Regions from separate parts of the Drosophila melanogaster genome. Here region 1 is linked to region 2. A link is a contact called in public Hi-C data. All regions are on one chromosome and are shown on one strand. The core of a region is the stretch at or near the end of the contact, and the rest is flanking DNA. Distances in the headings are between cores, read along the strand shown.

Region 1 (4,136 bases), core at 98-2,597, 300 kb after region 2:
ACTCAGATAACAGCCATACCAGCTGCACCGGCGAGGAGTGGGGCGAATGCATCGATCACGGTTACCAGGCCCGTAACCCAGGCCACATACTTGCCGCGAGCCAGTGTGACGGCCACCCAAATGGGAGGCGTTGGCGTTGGAGTTGGCCAGCGGCTCGTCACGCCATTGAGAGCCACATCATCGGCCACGGTTACGCCCACAGCGCCAACAGTGCTGAGCTCAACCGGAGGATTCGTACGCGGAGCAACAGCATCGGTGAGCAGAAGTGGAGTGGCGCTCACATCGCAACCATCGTCGGCTGTCATCTCGTCCAGCAACAGTGGTGCTTGGATGCAGAGTCAGGGACAGGTGCAACTGATCCGAACCATTCATCAGCCGCGCCAGCGAATTATAACGACATCCGCGGGGGTTTCGAATGCCAGTGTAGTGACCACTACTCCAGTGCAGGCGCCAACAGGTATGTTGTATCTTTTCTTACTCTGCAACATCATCCTAATTGTGTTTCCACATAGCTCTTTCCGTTTCCGCTGGCCAGCCCTTGGCGACACAACAGGCGACGGGACCGGGAGGAGGTCCTCAGGCCTATGTGGCTACTGTATTGCCACAGAGGCAGCATCAGGCTACACTAGTTTACTCCTCCAATGTGTCTGCACCGAATGCAAGTCAGAATCCGGGTCAGCAATTTAATCCACGCTTTGCTGTGGCCACGCCCACAGGCGGAGTAACAACAACGACGCCCGGTGGAACGACAGTAACACCTCGACAGGTGCGACCAATTCCGCTGGGCAAGAGTTTTCCAACCGCTAAGCTGAACACAACCAGCATAAGTATCAGGGCACCAAGCATACCGCAGCTGAATACCAGCGTTACGGCATCTCCAACGGCCGTTAGTGTTTCCGGTGGAGCAACAGTGGCACCCGGGCGGGGTCCCGGAGCCGGAGGAACTGCTCTGACGGCCACTAATTTGCCCACCACACGGATCATTCAGCTGCAGCAGCCAGCGACGGGAACCACTCAACAGATCATCGGATCCGGAGCTCGTCTGGCCGGGAACGTGATGCTGCAGCCATTCTTGATGAGCACTACCGCGGCGGCTAAGATGGGTAAGTTAGTACTTATAACTGGAATACTCTAAAATGCTTACTAAAGAGCAAGTCATCTAGTTTAGCAATCTGTTAAGCAATAGTCAATTCAGTATTTAATTTTTATAAAACTGAAACTTCTGCTGTTAAGTATGAAACTATCGATAAACCACGTTAACTGTCATCTAGGAAGCAGAGAATCTACTATCAATTCGTGTTGAAATAGGGGGACCCAATTTTTATTTCAATTGTTATCAACAGCTTACGAACTAATATCATTCAGTTTAGTCAACATCCAACAATCATCAGCAGCATGCTGGCTTTCGAGAAGGAGATCGTGGAGAAATCTAGATATTTTGATCTAATCACAAAAGAGTGTCAGGATTACCCTATGGCCAAGACAATGCCAGTTCTAAAGCAGCCCGAGAATTTCCAGGAACAAGAGGAGGACGTTGTAATGGCCGTGCAAGAAAAACTCAAATTTTTCCGCAAACTAACCAGCAATGGTCCCGCAGTCCCGACACCGCTTAAAGTCGTTGAAAAGGAGGACATAGGACATAAGGAGATACCAAAGGTGGTCAAGAAAGTTGACCGTAAAACGAAACTGCTGCAAGCCATACCAGCGGTCTTCAAACATAGCCACAATCGACGCTTTCGAAGATCCTTATTTTTAAGGTCCAACTATATCGAGCAATTTCGGCGTTGGACGGATCAAAAAAACAAGTTAAATAGAAAGCGCTTGAATGAAGCACATCAGTTGTGTTTAAAAGCCAAACACGAGCGAATTGCCTGCGAAATCGATAGATACAAGAAGCTGATCCTTAAGCAGTCCGTCCATGTGATCGAGGACATAAGAATCAGCAGCGAATTGATTCCGCTGACCAAAGAACACCATGATCGGCTGATGGAACTATCTAAGTATCCACTGCAGCAGGTAATTGTGGCCAAGTTCAATTTGGACATCTGCGGCAGTGATATCAAAATCCTGACCAGTGGCGGCTGGCTCAACGACAAAATAATCAACTTTTACATGAACCTACTGGTCGAGCGATCGGAGAAGCGTCCTGGTACAGTGCCCAGCGTGTATGCCATGAGCACTTTCTTTGTGCCCCGCCTGCTGCAAAGTGGCTTCGATGGCGTAAAACGCTGGACTAGAAAGGTGGATCTGTTTAGCATGGACCTCATACTTGTGCCTGTTCACCAAATGCTCGTTCACTGGTGCCTGGTCATAATCGATTTGCCTGCGAAAACAATGCTCTACTACAATTCAAGAGGCCGCGGTGACCCGAATCTGATGCGAGCACTAGTGAAGTACCTTCAAATGGAGTCGGAGGACAAGCTCGGGCTGTGTTTGGACACCAGTGAATTTCGCATCGAGGATGCCCAAAATGTGCCGCAACAAGACAACATGAACGATTGCGGCGTGTTCGTCTGCATGTTTGCAGAATACCTAACCCGGGATGCTCCAATAACGTTTTCCAAGAAAGACATGAAATATTTTCGCACTAAGATGGTTCTGGAGTTGACCGGCGACCAGCTGTGGAAGTAGGTGTTCTCCTATATAGAGTTTACTTTTTTATGGATTGAACTGAGCTGAGAACTATACAATAAGAACAAAAATAAAATAGTGTTTGAAAATTTAAGAATTATTTCGTGACTTGTTCTTTTGTAAGTGGAATATGATAGGAATAAACCCTACCACAATTAAATGAAATAATAATAATATATCTTTGAAACCATCAATCGACAGGCATTCGTCCACCTGTCACCATGACCGCTAAGGTTCAGCCATCGCTAACTATTACACAGCTTAATCCCATCGGAAAACTGTCAGCTGGCGGAGGAAGTGGAGGACAAACAATGGGGCCGCAGGGCGTGGCCAGCATCCAGGCGGTGCCAGTGCCGAATGTCTCTGCCAGTGTGGTCAATTCAAGCTCGGTGACGGGTGCCACATCGGCGGCCGGTGGAGCCACTGTCCTGCCACTTACCATCAGTGGCAGGGGAGCGGGAGTGGGACCAGGCGGTAATATCCTCACGGGAACTCTGACGCCCATCAAGAACGCAAGCGGCATCACTTTGGGCAAGATGATGATGGCACCAGCTTCTTCTGCCCCTGGAGCAGATGGTTCCAGCACAAGCGGGGCAACAGTGACGGGCTTTCAACGCACCTGGAATCCTGTAGTTGCTTCACAGAGCCAGTTGATGAAGGTAGGTTTCAACTATCTACATATATGATGCTTCAATTAACTATTAAAACTAAATCGTTATACAGATCGATGAGAAGGGAAGTGCTGCCACAATCTACTACGAATCTATGCCAGCCTCCGCCTCCACAGGCGTTCTATCATTGACTACGACAACAGTGACGCAGAGCACCCAGGCGCAGGCACAATTGGTTAGCAGCGCCGGTGGCAGCTTGTCGGTATCTTCGTTACCCTTTGCAAGTCACGCGACTGCCGGAGCGGGATCAGGTGGCGGCGGATCGCAGGCTACTTTTACGGTGTTGCCGTCGGGGGCTGGTGGAACAGCCACCCGAACCATTGGCCACCAGCAATTGATAATACCAGCAGGACCAAATAGTGCGCCGCCGCAGCACATGGTTATTCCGCTGCATACGTCCGTTAAGGTGACCACGGGAGCGGGCAATCCGCAACAAGCAACTGCAAGTGGAGCACTGGTGTCCAGCTTTATGCGCAAGCGGGATGCGGAAGGTTCGCCAATACGGGCGGCTAAAAATCTAGGACCCACTTTGCTTTCAATGGCTAGCAATAACAGTGGACAAAACATGCCACCGGCTCCGGGCACCACGTTCAACATTCAGCCGGTGTCCGTGACAGTGCCTCAATCAGTTGGCTCTGGGCTGACCGTAGAGGCGCTGGCCAAGAAGGAACGGGAGCGAGTCACCCATGGTGTAGCAAGTAGCGCCGCTAGTGTGCCTGCCACAGTTGGCCCCGTGAACTCAACGAGAAATTCGAGGGCGGACTCGCCGGCTTCGTCGGACGGCTCAACTACAGTGTCGGCGAATTCCTCACCTGGTGTGGATCAGCAATTACA
Region 2 (4,250 bases), core at 1,366-3,865:
CTCATCCGAAGACCTACTGCCAACCAACAAACCAATCATCAATCACCACCGTAACACAGTACCATCAGTTAAGTGGATCACCAGATCAATTTCAACAACGTTCAATGCTGATAGTTCATTTGGCAAAAGACCCCGTGCGTTTCTTATGTAATTGTCGATCGATTGACGGATAATCTGGTTTTTATTCTCATTTCTTTCCTCCTCCCTACAAATTAATGATAAATGAATGTATTGGTAATGTAATTTTAAAACTGTCATCCGTTCTTTAAGCTTAAGGATAAATTTTAGTTAATTGTTTTATATACGCATGATTACTTTTTTGAGAACTACTGCGAGTGCGCGCCATCGCCATCGCCATTTTTTTGTACTGATGATTTTTAAGCGACTATGCTGCTGCGCCGGCCATTATGTGAATGTTAGCTAATTTTAGGGCAGCCTCATCGATTCGTCAACCATTCGCGTCGTCTTAGTATCTCCAATTATGCGGCATTCTCCCACAATACTGGCATAACAAAATTCCAAGTAATTCGAATCATTGTAACAGTTGTGTTAGCTTGATGTTATTGAAACCACAAATAAAACGAATTATTGAACTACATCCATCGCTTTGTGTTTCCTCCCGTGAGCGTTGAGCTCCACGCTGTTCTGGAAAATGCGTCCGCATTTTCTGCATCTGAGCAGCAGATTCTTATTGCCGTGCTTGCGCAGCAGATGATCCACCATGTTCTCCTTGGTGTAGAATCTGCGATCGCAGCATTCGCAGCAGTATCTCCGACCCTCAACGCTACCATGGACCATCTTGTGGCGCGTTAGATGTGCCTTTCGCGCAAAGCACTTGCCACACTCCTCACAAATGTGCCGCGCATCCGGGGACTCTGACTCGTGATACCTTTCGTGCGTCCTTCTCATGTGATATTTGAGACTTCGGTTCGCTGTGTACACCTTGTTGCAGCTCGGACAGGCATAGATGATCCGCGCAGCGTCGGCATTGTTATGCATCTGCCGCAGGTGCGACTCCAGCAGATTGGCCCGGGCATAGCTCTTGGCACAATGGACGCAGGTATACGGTCTCAGACCCTCATGCTGCTGCATATGGGCCTCCAGCAGCGACGGTTTGTAGAAGCCACGGTGGCAAATTCGGCACTCGAGGGTGTGTCGCACTCCTCGTCGTTTTCTGGCACCCAGCAACTTGCTAGAAATGGATAGCTTCTCCTGGCCCAGATCCTGTTTGGCTGACTCGTCCTCTATTACGTAGACTTCCTCCTGGAAAATTTAGGGTATTATATATTTAATTACCATAGCAAACTGAATGGTGGTGGTTTTTTTTTTTTTTTGTGGGAATTCTGTACATATCTATTATGAAGGAATTTTTTATGTAAAAAGGGTCTAAGCATATAAAAACAAACTGCTTTTGGTTGAGTTAAGTAATTTGTAGTAAGGGTAGGAATTACATTATGTTTACTCATTACTTTAAAGTGGAAATTTTTCCTTAATTTGCTATTAAGATTATCTTATCGCTCGACTTAGAAGATGATAAAATGAAAGTAATATTTTGTGAACCGAACTTTTGGCGGTCACTTATCTGTTTAGTTTAGTTTTTTAATGCTAAAAATATTAAAGGCGCTATAAATAATATCTAAAATGAGTGAAAGTTAGGGAACACATTTATCTATTCTAGATAAAACTGGCCTTTAAAATCGACTTTCTTATTTGGAGGAGCCATAAATCGAGGCGTGTTGCCATCTTCCCAATTTTATTAGTGGAAAATTTAAAAATACCCAATAGATTGGGACGTGCCTCCTTTTCGAGTGCTATCACCCACCAAACAAAAATAGTACAACACAAACAAACGCTGTCGAAATGTTTTTGTTTATGGCGGGGAATGGGGAGCAGTATTGTCTTTGCTTGGCTGCTAGGCAACACACCTCGAGCGAAGCACCCAATGTGATTCTAGATAAGATTACGGCCAGAGGCAGGCACACTTGTGGCCAGATAAAACTCACAATCTCCTGCGTCGCTGCGATGCAGGGTGCGTGCGACTGGGCTTCCGGATTAGTGGACTCGTTGCTCTCCGAGGGGGTGTCCAAGTCGTGCCAAGTGTGGTCCTCCAGTTTGTGGCATCCGATGTCGATGTCCTGCAGCAGCTTCTCAAAATTGCGCAAGGACTCTGCGCACATGCGTTGAAAGTCGTGGAACTTTTGCACCAACTGATAGCAGCACTCGCAGATGCTTTTCAGCACCAACTGGGGTGGCAAATCCCTAACGGCATCCTCTCCAGTACAGCCGTAGTACTTGCTGGCCAGATCCTGTTCGCTGTCCAGATTGTGACACGCATCCTGCGGACCCAGTAGCACAAGACAAGCGCGGCATATCATCGTCTTGGCACCATCGCATCCATCCATGCCGGAGGTAGTGGTGGTGGTGGAATCGGCGACAATGCGACCCGCGCACAAACTCAGCTGGGAATCAAACATCGTTGCTGGCATCGTCGGGAGATTCAACGGGCCACTCAAATGGCGTGGAGCCAATTGAAATCAATTAACACAATCTGCGACGGCGGCAGTGCAGCAGTCCGGCGTCCAGCGGCCAAGCCAACGATGGCAGTAATGCCAGCGGAGAGCACGATTCCATTTCCGGGGCTTTCGAATTGCGGGACATTGAAAGCTGCTGCCGAAAAGCTGCGTGGGATCAGCCCCAAAAGCTTGGCGTCGACTCCATGCCCCCAACTATTCTATTCGAAAAGCTATCCTGCATAGTAAAATTGATTTAAAATATTATGCGACTTCTTTAATTAATTAAAAAATATTTCCTTTAATATGCTTCGATATTTTAGTGATCAAAATAAATATATTAATTTAATATGAATTACCTTTTTTATCAAAATCTCAAGTTTTATTTGTGTATACAGCACAAAGTATTTAAAGAGTAAATTAAGTAATTTTTAAAAGATTCTGCCATGTGATTTTAGGCAATCGTTACACATGAAAAAGATTGTGAAAAAACATATGTTCTGACAAGTTAAAATAATAATAATCCAAATGTATAGCATATCCTAACCCTAGATATAACTACAACTACTCAGTTTGTAGTATTTTGCTTTGTCCATTCGTTTAGTTAATATATATCCTTCATCTATATGCTATTTCCGGTGACAGTCGAGCCCAAAGTCACAGAAGTGGCCACTGAAGACAGCGTTTCCATGGAGATATTGAACTTCTGCTTGAATGCCTGCATCGTGTCCAGATGGTAGATCTTCTGTGTTCCATTGCAGGGCCTCTGATCGATGGCCACGGCATAGAGATTGACATCTCCGCTGTTGGCCAGCAGCGTGGACATGTAGTGGGGCAAGTAGACGCGCTGCAGTTCCGGGGATTCCGAATTCTCCGATGCGTTATCCCCGCTGGCCATTTCCTTGCTGAACGACCGATGCAAACGGACTATCTGCACGCTTTGATAGTGCGATATGAATAGGAATGGATCGCGGTAAACAAATCCAGTGGGTGCATAGACCCAGTTCAAATCGTACGGCCTGGATCTGCAGCCAAACTCGTCCACAAAGACGCCATATTCGGCAAAGCAGAGCAGATACTCTTGTCGTGAGATGCGCACCGCAGTTAGGGGCTGGCACTTGGCAGTGCTCTCCATTGACTTATCGGACAGATCCACAAACTCCTCAGCCGCATAGTTGTCCAAATCGATCTCGTAGAACTTATCCGAGCTAACAATGGCCGAGTGACGCGTAAAGAATATGGATGTGACCGGCGTGGCCGTGTCCAAGGCTCGAACTGGCTTAAACATGTGCAGCTTAAGGTCGTACTTCAAGATGACAATCCTAGTGGACGTGGCCGCAATAGCCACCGAATCCAATGCGTTCTCCGCCTCATCGGAGATCAGCACTAGTTTCCATTTCTCCGATGGCGTGCGATTGGCAAATGGCAGCTCAATGGCCGACGTTTCCAGCACAGGCTTGTGACACGAACTGGAGCTCTGACAGCGTGACTCCAGCTGGCGGTAGTCACATTGATATAGCTTCTCGCCAACTGTGCCCACCATTATAGCCTTAGCCAGGCGCTTGCAAATGGACATGCAGCTCACCGATTCGAGACCAGAAATGTGCACCAATCGCTGCGAGTCCAAGTGATACGCATACAGTCCCGTGTTACAGCCCAATAGGAGTATTTGCTGCTCGGCCACTTCAAAGGCGCAGTTCACTTCGATCTCCTTCCGTGCCTGATCTTCTGCACCATCCG

The links. A called contact is a pair of places that touch in the nucleus more often than the background predicts.
Region 1: a contact with region 2 is called in a Hi-C map of the OSC cell line, with 2.1 times the contacts expected there. A contact is called at or near these places in 17 of 107 Hi-C or Micro-C datasets (the D17-c3 cell line, the Kc167 cell line, the ML-DmBG3-c2 cell line and 8 more) and 1 of 7 datasets of targeted methods (the Kc167 cell line).

The regions. Positions count from the first base shown.
Region 1 is chr3L:12,807,374-12,811,509 of dm6, forward strand. It overlaps CG32110, which reads left to right and starts at 1,348. Exons shown (of 1, transcript NM_168520.2): 1 at 1,348-2,723. The coding sequence starts at 1,396. The coding sequence ends at 2,631. Sap130 (Sin3A-associated protein 130) reads left to right here. Exons shown (of 11, transcript NM_168518.3): 3 at 1-457; 4 at 513-1,103; 5 at 2,833-3,290; 6 at 3,355-4,136. It also overlaps asRNA:CR46251.
Region 2 is chr3L:12,505,225-12,509,474 of dm6, forward strand. It overlaps CG10654, which reads right to left and starts at 2,616. Exons shown (of 2, transcript NM_001274838.1): 1 at 1,926-2,616; 2 at 150-1,263. The coding sequence starts at 2,486. The coding sequence ends at 586. It overlaps sti (sticky), which reads right to left. Exons shown (of 7, transcript NM_140327.2): 7 at 2,774-4,250. The coding sequence ends at 3,133. It overlaps vih (vihar), which reads left to right. Exons shown (of 2, transcript NM_140325.3): 2 at 1-597.